Regions from separate parts of the Ovis aries genome. Here region 2 is linked to region 1. The links are chromatin contacts, called in public Hi-C maps. All regions are on one chromosome and are shown on one strand. The core of a region is the stretch at or near the end of the contact, and the rest is flanking DNA. Distances in the headings are between cores, read along the strand shown. Region 1 holds the start of KLLN (killin, p53 regulated DNA replication inhibitor). Region 2 overlaps RNLS (renalase, FAD dependent amine oxidase).

Evidence for each region. Hi-C and Micro-C count contacts between places; a contact is called where the count stands out from the background.
Region 2: a contact with region 1 is called in a Hi-C map of liver, with 9 times the contacts expected there. The contact joins the enhancer-like site here to the promoter of KLLN in region 1. A contact is called at or near these places in 14 of 16 Hi-C or Micro-C datasets (blood, hypothalamus, liver and 6 more).

Annotation. Positions count from the first base shown.
Region 1 is chr22:9,238,387-9,245,453 of ARS-UI_Ramb_v3.0, forward strand. It overlaps KLLN (killin, p53 regulated DNA replication inhibitor), which reads right to left and starts at 3,001. Exons shown (of 2, transcript XM_027960657.2): 1 at 2,921-3,001; 2 at 1,498-2,444. The coding sequence starts at 3,001. The coding sequence ends at 1,905. PTEN (phosphatase and tensin homolog) reads left to right here and starts at 3,649. Exons shown (of 9, transcript XM_027960248.3): 1 at 3,649-4,554. The coding sequence starts at 4,476.
Region 2 is chr22:9,788,071-9,795,137 of ARS-UI_Ramb_v3.0, forward strand. All of the region lies in intron 5 of RNLS (renalase, FAD dependent amine oxidase), which reads right to left. Among named protein-coding and RNA genes, the nearest start is that of TRNAG-UCC, 28 kb to the right of the region's middle. Within about 2 kb of position 3,426, at least 23 of the 54 cell types and tissues checked have an H3K27ac peak or open chromatin away from gene starts, as enhancers often do. A contact at or near this core is called in liver, where this site is marked.

The sequences.
Region 1 (7,067 bases), core at 1,751-4,250:
AATGTATTGTAATACCTGTACAGCCAAAGAGATACTTGGCAGTTGAACTTGAAATTAAAAAAAAAAAATAACACTTTCTGTATATTAGATAGGGTCACCTATTTAGAGGTTTCAGCTCCACCACCTGGGTAAGGAGATCTCTGGGGATAGCAGGACAGAGTGAAGAAAAACAAACAAACAAAAAAGGATTTCCTCCAGGAACACACTTAACACTGGGAAAGGTAAGAAATTTTTACTCAGCAGCTTCTAATAACCACCTGATATTGCCATCAGGTTGGTCAAATATCTGCCAACGTTGGTGGTCCTTAAACTCACCATGAAGATGAGTAGAGGGACCTGATGTTTAGAGTAGCAGCAAAACTCATTTTCCAGTTTCTTCCTTCAGCAGATAGAAGTGCTTGTGGGCCAGTCTCATATTCCAGCACATTAGTGCTGGTGATGTACACCCTCTCTGCTCCAGAATAGCTCTGTGCCACAGCAAGGAAAAGGATTCTTTCCTCATACCTAACACCCAACAGGGCAGGACTGAATCCACTTTCTTCCCAGGGAGTGGATTTCAGGACTTCTCAGATGCTGTGAGACTCATCTTCACATAGGGAGTGGGTAAGGAAGAGCAGTGCTAATAACTGAACTCTGGAGACAAGATCAGAAACTGGAAAAATAAACATGGGACACTGTACCCCTCTATAATCACTTGCCTTCATTTAACTTTATCTTCATTTTCCCTTTCCTCATCAAGCAGTAGTTGATAATCAATTGAATGCCACTCTCAGGATCTTGCCATGCAATCTAGTGGAACATCTAAAAATCACGGACTTCTTGTTTTTATTTATAAAATAGAGAAATCTCTGGTTTACATTAGGCTGTGTGGACAGGGCTTTCATCTTTGGAAACCAAATGGAGGCCTTTCTCCTGTTCTTCCTAGGTTGCTCTCCATTTCTTTTTTCACTTGTGGCCCCTCCTTCCCCCAAGCTGACCAGGACCATGCACAAAACCAGGCTTCAATAAATATCAACACTGAAGATTCAGCAGGTGGCTATCTGAGGGACAGCGGAGCCTGGTGGGCTGCCGTCTATGGGGTCGCACAGAGTCGGACACGACTGAAGTGACTTAGCAGCAGTAACAGCAACTCCTGTAGGGCTATCTTAGAAGGATGTTGCATATAAATTCAAAGTTTCATGAAGCCTCAGAGATCTGTTAAGAGCAGTGTAAATATCCCTGGTTTAATTAGTAGTGCTGGAGTTAGGTAATGGTCTGTGGCGTCTAAGCAAGCTCTCTTGAGGTTTCTAGTCTTCAGGGGCTGCCTGCAACTATGATGTGCTCATGTGTCACTTTCTTTGTCATACACTGAGTAAATTCTCTTTAGACCTTCCCTAGCCACATATTCACAATTACTGCAGTACACATGCAAGCTGATCCCATTCTCAAGATCTAAAAAAACTACCAGTGCCTCAACCTGGGTATCAGCTTAAATTCTTTTGGACTCAAATTCTCCTTAAGTTTTACTTCCCAGGGGAAAGAAAGAATTCCTAGGTTGGTATTGATGCCCTCTTTCTCTCCAAGCAGACGGTGGACAACTCATTTTACAGGCCGATCAATGTTGGGGTAAATGCACTCTAGTTCTCAGCGTTTCTGAACCAGCTCTTTCGCGGTTTAGGTCAACCAATCCAAACTGTAAGCAGACTTGACAAGGTTGTTCTGGGCTGAAGGCCATGGACTAGGTTCTCCGACCAGATAAGTCACTTGGCTGAGTCTACAGTAGGTGGGGCGCGCTCATCAGCCCGAAAGTATTGACTGAAAGTTTGTCGCAACGTCGTTGAATTCACGCAGCGGGCTGCTGCAGGAGATACCCTTTTGCCCCGCGAGTACAGCACCAGAAAAGTTACGCCCTAAGGGGCAGGGCGCTAGCGAGAAAGATGCGACAGACCCCTGAAATCTAGTCCCTTCTCCCACGGTTGGGAAGGCAGAGCCAGTGATTCCAGAGCTCGGAGTCTCAGGTTTCGGTCCTCTAGCTTGCTCTGTGGGTAGCGGGCAAAGGGTGCGACCAGCTTGGGAACCCTCGCTCCGAGATCTGTAAGAATCAGCGGCAGCAGCCAAGGTGAGGGAAGGCGGGGGCACGTGCTTGGATGTGGGTGCTTGTGTAACCAGCTCCTCCGGCGCCAGCCCCGACAGCGCTCCAGTAGGAGGCTCGTCTGAGCCTGTTCTTCCACCGAGACCCAGGAGGCTTTGGGGTCCCGCTGCCGGTGCAAGGCGGGAGCACTCTGGGCAAAGGAAGCGAAGCATTTGCCTCTACAGCTATCATATGGGAGTGGGAATTTGGAAAGTTCCCCAACTAGAAGTACACGTGACCTCCTCCTGAAAGTAGTTCCGACTGTGGCCCGCGTATCCCTCCACCTCCTTTTGAACCCTCCTCGGCTCCGCCCACTCACAGGGGCTGCAGCTTCCTACAATCACGTACTTCGCCCTCCCGCGCTGCAACAGGGGTCTGCGGCGCGCACTCCCCAGCTAGGGGGAGCGCAGAACCTGGCTCCGGGGCGATTCACCCAGCGAGGTTTTCACAGCGGTCCAAAAGGGGCGGGTCGAGGAGCCTCTAAGGATCGAGCTTGAATTGGAGTGGTGAACTCAGCTGGAAACCCCAGGGGAGAGATTCTCGGCTCTCCAGGGGGAATGCAGGGCGCATTCCCTCTTTGGGGATCCGCTTTCAGCCCACCTGGACAGTTGCCTTTGGGGATCTAGAAATTCAGGGGCGATGTGCTCACACTCAGCGCGCTCTGCTAGGAGCTTTCATTTTTAGGGCAAATGAATCGAGTAGCCGGGGGAGCGGGAGGTGGGGCGGTGAGAGGGAGCCGGGTGAGGTGATACACACTGGAGACACAATAGGGGGTTGTTCTTTGTACTAAGACTGACACCTTGAGGACACGGGCGGGGATGGGTGGAGAGGTGGGACTTCTCGGCGGAGGCTCCTGCAGTCAAATCCCCGCGAACGCTTATGATCCGACATCGGTACAAAAGCAGAGGAAGGCTGCCGGCCGTGCCGGGGAAGTCTGGGCGTGGGGGGAAGGGTGTCCTCGCTGCACGGGCTGTCCCTGCGTTTCCCTGAACACTGACCAGCGCGGTCACCTGGTCTTTTCCACCTGTGCGCAGGTAGTCTCACCCTCAAGTCAGTGAGACAGATGAATAAACCTGCTTCAACCTTCACCGCGCTCCTTCCCTCCCCCCGCTGCCCGCCCCCGCCTGCCCACCTTCGCAATAGTTTACCCTGCCTCCGGCTGGGCACCGGCCGTGGCTCAGCTCGTTCCCCCCACCCTGCGTTGCTGCAGAAGAAGCCGCGGCAAGTGCAGTTACAGGCGGGCGCCTCGCAACAAGCCCGATCTAGCACTAGGCAGTCATACTGGGCATGCTCAGTGCGCCTGCAGGTTGGGGACCCGGAGCTGCACCTTCTGCCGCCTCCCTACAGTCTCGGCCCTGCCCTTCCCTCCCTTGGCGCGGTCGGGTACGCCTCCCTCCTCCCCTCGGGCTCCCGAGGCGCCCGGACTCCCGGCGCGGCGGCGGCGGAGGGGGCGGGCAGGCCGGCGGGCGGTGATGTGGCGGGACTCTTTGTGCACTGCGGCAGGATACGCGCTCGGGCGCCGGGACGCGGCTGCGCTCAGATCTCTCCTCTCGGAAGCTGCAGCCATGATGGAAGTTTGAGAGTTGAGCCGCTGCGAGGCGAGGCCGGGCTCAGGCGAGGGAGATGAGAGACGGCGGCGGCCGCAGCCCAGAGCCCCTCTCAGCGCCTGTGAGCAGCCGCGGGGGCAGCGCCCTCGGGGAGCCGGCCGGCCGGCGGCGGCGGCAGCGGCGGCGTTTCTCGCCCCCTCTTCGTCTTTTCTAACCGTGCAGCCTCTTTCTCGGCTTCTCCTGAAAGGGAAGGTGGAAGCCGTGGGCTCGGGCGGGAGCCGGCTGAGGCGCGGCGGCGGCACCTCCCGCTCCTGGAGCGGGGGGGAGAAGCGGCGGCGGCGGCGGCCGCAGCTCCGGGGAGGGGGTCGGAGTCGCCTGTCACCATTTCCAGGGCTGGGAACGCCGGAGAGTTGGTCTCTCCCCTTCTACTGCCTCCAACACGGCGGCGGCGGCGGCGGCACATCCAGGGACCCGGGCCGGTTTTAAACCTCCCCTCCGCCGCCGCCGCACCCCCCCTGGCCCGGGCTCCGGAGGCCGCCGGAGGAGGCAGCCGTTCCGAGGATTATTCTTCTCCCCATTCCGCTGCCGCCGCTGCCAGACCCCTGGCTGCTGAGGAGAAGCAGGCCCAGTCGCTGCAACCATCCAGCAGCCGCCGCAGCAGCCATTACCCGGCTGCGGTCCAGAGCCAAGCGGCAGCAGAGCGAGGGGCATCAGCCACCGCCAAGTCCAGAGCCATTTCCATCCTGCAGAAGAAGCCCCGCCACCAGCAGCTTCTGCCATCTCTCTCCTCCTTTTTCTTCAGCCACAGGCTCCCAGACATGACAGCCATCATCAAAGAGATCGTTAGCAGAAACAAAAGGAGATATCAAGAGGATGGATTCGACTTAGACTTGACCTGTATCCATTTCTGTGGCTGCTGCTCCTCTTTGCCTTTCTGTCACTCTCTCTGATAACGTGGGAATAGACGGATGCGAAAAAATGTCCATAGTGCGGGTGACATTTAACCCCGGTCGGGTTTCTAGATGTGTATTTTGTGTCTCTTTTGAATGCATTCCGCCTAGGGTGTGTTCGGCTAGACGGAACTCTTGCCTGGTTGCAAGTGACAAGGCACCGATGGGTCTCTTTCTAAGGGCTATTGTCCGCAGAATCCAGTACACTGTTAGTGGATTAGTGAGCTCGGTAATCCGGTCTACTAAATGAACAGAAAAGTAGGTGCTTTGAGCTTGAGCATATTTCGATTAAATCTTGGCTTTAGGCCCTAGATCAAGGGTATAGATCAGATTAAAAGGAAAATTAGTGTTGCACGTACGGCTTATTGCATCAGAATCATGCAGTGATTGTTTTTAGTTTCCTGGGTTGCATTGATAGATTCTTTTAAAATGTGAGTTGTGAACTGATTTGCATAACTTTAGAGAGAATCATTTTAGCATATATGGTGCTCATTTGAAGGCAAAAGTAGGTTTATGTGTTAAAACTAAGTTAATTACAACTTTGAACCGCGTTTAGAAGTTTAGCAGTTTGAAATCAATAGTCTTTGATACTTCTCAAAGACGCTGACTAGATTTTGTTAAATTTGCTTTTTTATTTTTATGGTCTCTTTAAGATGATGGAGAATAGGACATGAGATGTACAGTTCAGTAGCATTGTAGATTCAGTGCTCTTCTGACAGGTAATAGAATGGAGATTGAGTGGTTTTTGATCTCAGATGATAATGTTATGTAGGTTCAAGGGTATTGTGTGTAGCAAATGGTGATTGCAGAGATTAAACTTCAGTTTCACTTAAAATTTAAGTATTGATTGTGATACTTGAATTGATACTCAGCTTTATTTAGGTTTCAGGTCCTGTGACACCTTTGGGTATCCGTTAATTTTACTCTGACTTGTGTAGAACATCAAATATAATTTACCAGCTGATAACCAGAAATGCTGGCAAGAGTGGATTTACTCCATCTTTGGATTGTAGGTGTGTTCGCTTTTTTCATATGGTGTATTAAATTTACTGAGTCAGCTTGTTGAATAAGACAGAAACCCAAGAATTTCATTGGGGTACAGTTGGCTGTCTGAAAGTTAGGCTTTTGTATTTCAAAAGATAGTGGTTATTGAAAGGCATGAATCTTCGCAGTTTCAGGTATAATGAACAAATTTTGATCAAGGATAGGAGGTAGAGCCCTCCTTTTTGGCAGAATGGGAAATATGTTAGGAATTGAGAGTCACTGGTAGGCCAGTGTATAAGGCATGAAAAATAGGATTAAGTTATTGGTCTGAGGTGACTGAAGCATTTTATTAAGGTTTCTATTAAAGACAAAAAAATTTGGTGATATGAATTGTAGCAGTGGACAGTACTTAGTTAAAACTAAGCAGTTGTGTAGGTGTTAATAGAGTATACTAAAAAAAAAATGGTTCCTTAGCAAGTATCACCAAACATTTTGCCTAATAGTAGAGTGACACTGAAGTGCCTGTATCTCTAGCTAAAATCTATGGGGAAGATATTTTTGAAGAAAAATGTTACATACATGAGGAGGTTTTCTTTCTTTGCATTATATATCTGCACATACATATATACATACATAGTATTTGCAGCTGATTTTGCCCAAGTTTCTGATATGAAGTGAAGGTAAAAGTTACTGAAGAAGTAGCTTTACCACACACATAACTTAAGTTTTCTGTTAAGTTTAAAAATAGTATTTTAAAAGAATATTTGGACATTTTGGAGTTGCATTAATTGAAAAAGTACTAAAACAGCTTGACCTGTTTGCCCAGAAGATAATCATGAAAAATACTTAAACTTGGTTCTTCTCATTTGTAACCTATTTCAGAAGTAGTCTATTGGTGTGACTTGACAGTCATCTAGATGTATAGGACCAAATTAATTAAACGTTTAACTTTTTAAAGTAAACCCCCATTCAAAAAATTTTCTAGAATGCTGTTTGTTTGGCAGATTGCTTTTAGTATTCAGAGTATGTTTATGCTATTTTTGCATAAAAATGGTGTTTTTGCTATTTTTGATTTAAAATTAACAGAGTTATAAGACTATCATTATTCTACCAGGTTTTTATATGTGAGCAGTGCGGCGATTAGCCATTTCTCCTTTGATTTCAGGGTGCGTGCCTCTGTGTGTGAAATTTATGTGACTTACAACTTTCTCTAAAACTGTCCTTTTAGTTATGGTATGCATAGAAAGCATTATCATATATTGCATCAAATGACTAATAACACTTAATTTCTAGAGTTGTGGTTTTATTGAGCCAAATGTTGATATGAAAAAAAATCATGTTAGGAAAGTCAGTAAAGGGTTTGCCTTTTTGATAGTTGCACTTCCAATAATTTTGATACACTAAGGCTCTGGTTTGCTTGGTTTCACTTCAGTGTTTTGTGTTTGTGGTGGGGGAAAAATTAAAATGGCCATTGAA
Region 2 (7,067 bases), core at 2,176-4,675, 550 kb after region 1:
GTCAAGGTTGAAATTTTTATAAATGGTATGTGCTACCATGAACTACTATCATTGGATGTTGAATGGACTTGGAAAAAAGCTTTTGCTGCAGAATTGATAATGCTTCTTAACAAATACAACCTAAAATTATAAGGCAAAATAATACTTAAAAGTAAAATTTATACTGTAGTCATTTCAATGACAATTAATGTTGCTTGAATCACACGCAGTGTCAAGCTGTTTTATACATTTCCTGTGCTACAAAAAGTTAAAAGAAGCAAGGCCTCCATTTCCACACAATTATGCACCAGATACATTTTCTGAGTTCAAACTACAGTTCCAGCAGCATTTTTTTTGGACCTTGATGCCAAGTCCAAATGAAATTTCCATATTTCAAAATCTATTTAACTGTGCAATTGAGGAGCTTCCACCTACCCTTCAATTGGAAGTAATTAATTTAATGACATGCTAAAAGGCAAATATCAGGAGACGAATCGGGCAGAATTCTTTAAATGCCTTCCAAGCAATGAATGTGCTCAATTAAAATCATATGCTCATGGACAGATATTAGTATTTGGCAGTACCTATCTGTATGAAAGGACATTTTTCAAAAATGAAATATGTAAAATCTCATTATGAATCAGCATTAACAGATGGACATGTGCAACTGATTTTGATGACAGGAAACACTAACTTTGAACCCCAATTAAGAGAAATGTTATCCCTCCTCCACAATAAAAGAATTCCCTTCTTCTCATTAGGAGACCTATATTATGGAAAACTGTACTCAGTTATTATTATTATTATTAAATTTGTGATTCTTCACAAAAAGATTTGTGGGACTTTGTTCTCTCTCCTGTTATGTAACTGCCTAAATAATATCCTTGATTCTGCCTCTTGTCCTACAAAGACCAATATATTTACTCTCTAGCTCTTATAGAAAAATGTTGCCAATCCCTGACCTAGAATATTCTCTTATGTCTCTTGTCACAGGTGCCAAGTAAAGATAATCCTCAGAATCATTTTATAAGTGCATGCGTGTTGAGTGCTTACCATGTACATAGCTTTTTCCTTGTGAGAGAGGTATTAACATTTCCAATTTATGCTATGGAGCCTTTCCTAAGGTTGTACGCTAATAAATAAATTAGCCATGATTTAAATTTTGTGTTTCTGGCTACAAAGCCTAGCCTGTGTGATCTTGGGGGAAATTACCTAATGTATCCAAACCTCAGTTCCTAAATCTGTAAAATGAATCTTCATTTTATTATAGTATTACCTATATCATAGGGCTTCCCCAGTGGCTCAGCAGTAAAGAATCTTTCTGCAGTACAGGAGATGAGACGTGGGAGACCCGAGTTTGATCCCTGGGTCAGGAAAATCCCCTGGAGGAGAAAATGGCAGCCCACTCCAGTATTCTTGCCCGGAAAATCCCATGGACAGAGGAGCCCGGTAGGTTACAGTCCAGGGTGTCACAAGAGCTGGACAGGACTTAGCAACTAAATAATTGAAACAATTGGACATACTAAAGTAGTTGAGAAAGTCAGTTGGGATCATACTCAACTGGTTTATTATAAGCTTTGCTACTCGTTAGCTGTGTGATCTTGGTCAAGTCACTCAACCTCTTCGATCATCAGTATTCTCTTTTATAAAATGTTAATTATAAGTAGTTTATCTTTTGGCTTCCCTGGTGGCTCAGAGGTTAAAGTGTCTGCCTGCAATGCGGGAGACCCAGGTTCAATCCCTGGGCTGGGAAGATCCCCTGGAGAAGGAAATGGCAACCCACTCCAGTATTCTTGCCTGGAGAATCCCATGGAGGGAGGAGCCTGGTGGGTTACAGTCCACGGGGTCGCAAAGAGTGGGACACGATATGGGGATTAAAAAACCAACCAAAGTGAACAACTCAAACAAACCCCATCTTATTGATTAGGTATTAGAGGTTAGGGAGACTATTAGGAAGGAAAAATATTAAGGACCTTATTAGAGCTGCCAGAAAAAATACAGGACAATCAGATAAATGTGAATTTCAGCTGAACACTATTTTTTTTAAGCATAGGTATATCCCAAGTATTGCATGAGTCATACTTACGCTAAATAAATTATTCATCGTTTATCTAAAATTCAAATGTAACTGGGTGCCAGGTATTCTTATTTACAAAATCTGGCAGGCTGGACATGACTGAATTAGGTAAGAAACCTCTTACCCTGCACAGCCAACCACCTTCAGAATTCAAAAGAGCCTACTGTGTTTCCTGAATATTCATTGGAAAGACTAAAGCTGAAGCTGAAACCCGAATACTTTGGTCATCTGATGTGAAGAGCTGACTCATAGGAAAAGACCTGATGCTGGGAAAGACTGAAGGCAAAAGAAGAGGGCAGCAGAGGATAAGATGGTTACATGGAATCATCAACTCAACTGACATGAATCTGAGCAAACTCCAGGAGATAGTGAAGAACAGGGAAGCCTGGTGTGCTGCAGTCCATGGGGTCACAAAGAGTTGGACATAACTGAGCAACTGAACAACAACTGTGTTTCCAATTCAAACTGCAAAAGTTTCAAGGAAAAGGTTGATCCCACCCTCTCTGTCTTTGCCAAGCAAAGGGCCCAGATGGGAACCTTGCCCGATGTGAGGGATTCTGCCTCCTGTGTACCCTCTGTGGGAGCCTGGTGCAGAGGCTGCTGGGAAAACCAGGGCACTCAGCCCCTTGTCCCTTGGGTCCCTCTGCCCCAGGCTTCCCTCCGGGTGGGGCCCTGTGGTTACAGTGTGGTGACTCTTTGTCTCTGCACCCATGCCACGCCCTGCTTAGTCCACCTGGAGGTGGGGGTGGGGTGAGGGAGAGAAAAAATGGGTTGGAGGAGGAAAAGAAAAGGCTTATCAGTTTAACATTTTTTTTTCTGAGCTGGGTTGTGCTTGGCTGTCCTGGTCTGCAAAACCGTAATTATTACTTTGATGCAGGGTGGCTGCAGATTGTCATTGCCAGGCCTGATTTAATAGCCTGCTTGCACAAAGTCCGACAGAGATTGCTTTTGTTGCACTTTCGAACAGCTCCTGACGGTGGCTCTTTTACGTTAAGGAGGAAACTCTGTGGTTAAACTGTAGCCTAGGTATTTTTAGAGCCGTTACCATGTTAACCGAATTTCGTACATTTCACCTGCAGGATATGTGGTAGTGCTTAGGGCCTTCCCTAAACTCTAACCAAAAATACGTTTTACCAGTTGTTAATGCTGTGCTCAGGACCAACTACTTGCTATCAGAAGAGCTACTCACCAAACATGTGGGCTGCCTAAGAATTCCTTTTTGGATGGGTGGTTCTATGCCATTAGGGAATGTTTTTGCCTTGATACAGAATGATTTGAAGAAACCGAACCAAAAGGCTAAAACTGGTTAGTTCTAAAGGTCAGAGCCTGAAGGCAGTGACCCATTTGTTAATCATTAAGCTTTTCTAAGCCATCTCTGACAGAATTCTGGCTCTCTGCCACTTCTCTGGTCATTTTAAGCTGCAAATTCTTGTACTGTGTCAGTTTTTAAGTAGGTAGCAAAGGTTATGAGAAAGACATCACTTGTTAGTTATTTTTCCTTATCAAACGCCTTTATGGTTTTAGAAAGCAGAGCTGTTCTGTGTTAAGGGAATCTTCTTAACATCCCAGCTATACGCATTTAAAGATGGACCGGCGGGTCCTCTAAAAAGGCAGGGTTTCTAGCTATTATTCCCATGTTAATTAGCTTCCAAAGATAAACAGGAAGTGAGTGAGAGAACACCCACTTAGCCATTAGGTATTAGTTCCCAAATTACTGCTGTCCACAGTGGTTTTCTTCAACAACCCCAGCACTGACACTTGAAGAAACAGGAGCATGATAAGCACAATGTGTTTATCATCTTCTGTCATCAGTTAAAAACTGGAGAAGAGCTTTAAAATATTCTGAATGCATTTTGTGAAGCCCAATGAGGTTCAAGAGGTATGATGTTTCATTTCCAAATTTAATGCCAGTTTATGCTCTAATCTACCTGAATTAAAATTGATTTGTACACCAAAAACCCCACAAACAAAACTAAATTGTATGCAGCCAAGGGACATTAAGCTGCTAAAATACTTGCTATAATATTGAACATGGAATGGTTGTTCTCTATTTCTCAAGGGAAAAAATACAGTCAAATCTTGCTTATCCATAACCCAAACTTCCGGGAGGCTTAAGTATTTGGAATTGCTCCAAACTCTGAACAGGGAGTGGGGAGAGGGATGCAGAGGAAGGCCAGGAGGAGGGAGGGGGAGGAAGGGTAAAGGAGAGGGAGAGGAAGAAAGAGAAAGAGAGAGAATAAGAATCAGTAGAAAGCAAGCAAGTCAGCTTTCAGAAGTAGACCTGAAGCCCTAGCAACACTGAAAAGAGACCTGGAGGTTACATCTGATTGGCTTACCAGCTAGAAGGAATGGTGAGCTATGATTGGCTGGTGATGATGTCTCCAAATAACCAGTCTTTTTCAGGAAAGCAAATTTATGTGGCAGAAGGGACAAGAGACAGAAGAAACAAGCAAGGAGAAAGGGAAGACAACAGGGAAAAATGAATGGCAGATTATTTGTAGCAGAGGTGATGACTAAGACCAAAATGAGAAAAAGAATAACAACACTTATTTATGATAGTGCTTACAAGTTTACAAAGTGCTTTTATGTGTAATCATTAATATTGTCTTTTCAAAGACCTACAGGGCTCCCAGAAGCGAAGTAGCATCCCCCAGGTCATTCAGCTAATCAGAAAAATAGTGAAGGTTTTCTGGTCACAAATCCAACACTTTTGATGCCACACAGGTGTTGTGGAGATGATTCAAAGTTGTCCTGCAGGGCAGAGAGTAGTAAATGCTCTAAATGTAAAAAGGAATCAGAAGCCACATCAGCATGCATATTAGTAGAAAGGTGAAAGGGAGTAGGGGGAGTCGCTGCCCTTCAAGACCTTAGACCTTGAAGGGGATCATCTCTTAGGTATTTGGAAGAGAAGATTATAGTGGTTCAAGTGAGGGTTGTGTCTTGTGTGCTGAGGGCAGCTCTGAATCTATTTCAGGGTGTATCACTGTCTTCTTGCACTTATCATGTAGAGTTGGGTACGTAACTATTACCTCCCACCTCTTGCTTTAAAGGGCTTCCCACATGGCACAGTGGTAAAGAATCTGTCTACCAGTCTAGGAGATATAAGAGATGCAGGTTTGATCCCTGGGTTGGGAAGATTCCCCTGGAGTAGGAAATGGCAACCCACTCCAATATTCTTGCCTGGAAAATTCCATGGACAGAGTGCAGAGTTGGATGTGACTGAGCAATTGAGCACACCACCCCGCCCCCCTGGCTTTGAAAGCTATTCCTTCAAGCCTAGTAAATACTAATAACATTCGCATTCACCAGTTGCTCAAGCTAAAAACCTGAAAGTCATCTTTGTCTTTGCTTTCTCCCTATGCTTAATTTATCTGTAATGTAGATTCCATTTCCAAAATGTATCTTGCATCAGGTTCCTTCTCTCCATCTCTACACTCACCACCATTTTCTCTTCCTGGACCACTGCAATAGCTTCTTACTGGATTTCTCTAATTTCTTATATCTCCTCTTCTCCAATTTGTGTCCCCTTTTCTTCAAATCCATTCTCTAGGTCATGCCTGCTTCTTGCTTAAAGTTTGCCCTGAGAATATAACTCAATATCCTTAGTGTCATTTGGCCCCAGTTTACTTTGCAACACTCTGCAAACTCACCCCTTTAGCTACTGCTGCTGCTGCTGCTGCTGCTGCTAAGTCGCTTCAGTCGTGTCCAACTCTGTGCAACCCCACAGATGGCAGCCCACCAGGCCCCACTGTCCCTGGGATTCTCCAGGCAAGAACACTGGAGTGGGTTGCCATTTCCTTCTCTAATGCATGAAAGTGAAAAGTGAAAGTGAAGTCGCTCAGTCGCGTCCGACTCTTAGCGACCCCATGGACTGCAGCCCACAGGGCTCTTCCGTCCATGGGATTTTCCAGGCAAGAGTACTGGAGTGGGGTGCCATTGCCTTTTCCGCTCTAGCTACTAGGCTTTAGCTATTGAAGAGCTTTCAATGCTGCCACTCCCTATTGTGGTATCAGCAATGGCTGGTTCTTTCTCTGATTTCGTGTAACCTACACAGATAGAGCTTCTCTCACAAGCCTGTCTAAGTAAGAGTTTTCCTTCATTCTCAGTCATAGTACCAAAAGGTATTAACTTCTGGTCATTTTTAATCTGAAATTATAGATATTTTTATTTGATTCCTTGCTTATCAACTTCTTTTTATATGCTGGTGACCCTACTAGTCACCAAGTTCCATTAAGGCAAAGATCAAGTTGATTTTCCTCACCACTGTATTCCTAGAGCCCACAACAGTGATATACGGGAGACAGCGTTTGATGAATGAATGAACGAAGATTAGGACATTAACATACCTGTGTGCCATATCGCTTTTGTACTCTGGAAGCCATGGGCACAGTACACCTGTTTCCTTTTGTGCTCAGTTGTTTGTTAACTCCCACTGGAGGTGTGAGCACTAATATAGATGCCATCTTTTGGGAAGTTTTGTGGAATCTCAACACTGTGATCTCTGAAAAAGTGAGCTGAATCCTGTTTGGTTTGGGACTTAAAGGATATTATAAATTTACTCTAGTAGTAAACAACTGAAATCCATCCTGAAACTGGAGCTTTACCAGACAGCTATTTTGTAGCATGTAGGAAAATGTGAAATTGCTCCTAAGATGCATGTGCTGAAAGGCATTCATTCTTTTTTAGAGCTAGAAAAGTAGAGGCTCCCACTCCTCAACAGTTAAGAAAACTGCCATTTTCTTGACAATCTGTGGAACTCATACATTGGGCCTGATAAAGCCTGTGTCTATTTTTTCCAAAGTGATGCCTATGAAAAATGAACACAATCTTAGCAAAATGAATCATTCTATACAGGGTTTAGAATCACAATGGAATCAATGTTTTGGTCAAGGTACTGCTGCTTTAATTACATTTGTTTCAACATTTTGGTTTTGGAGATTTTCTTATCTGACCTATTATAGGTCCCTGTGAAAATGAAGTTTACCATGGTGCCCTCTGGTGGAATCCCGTC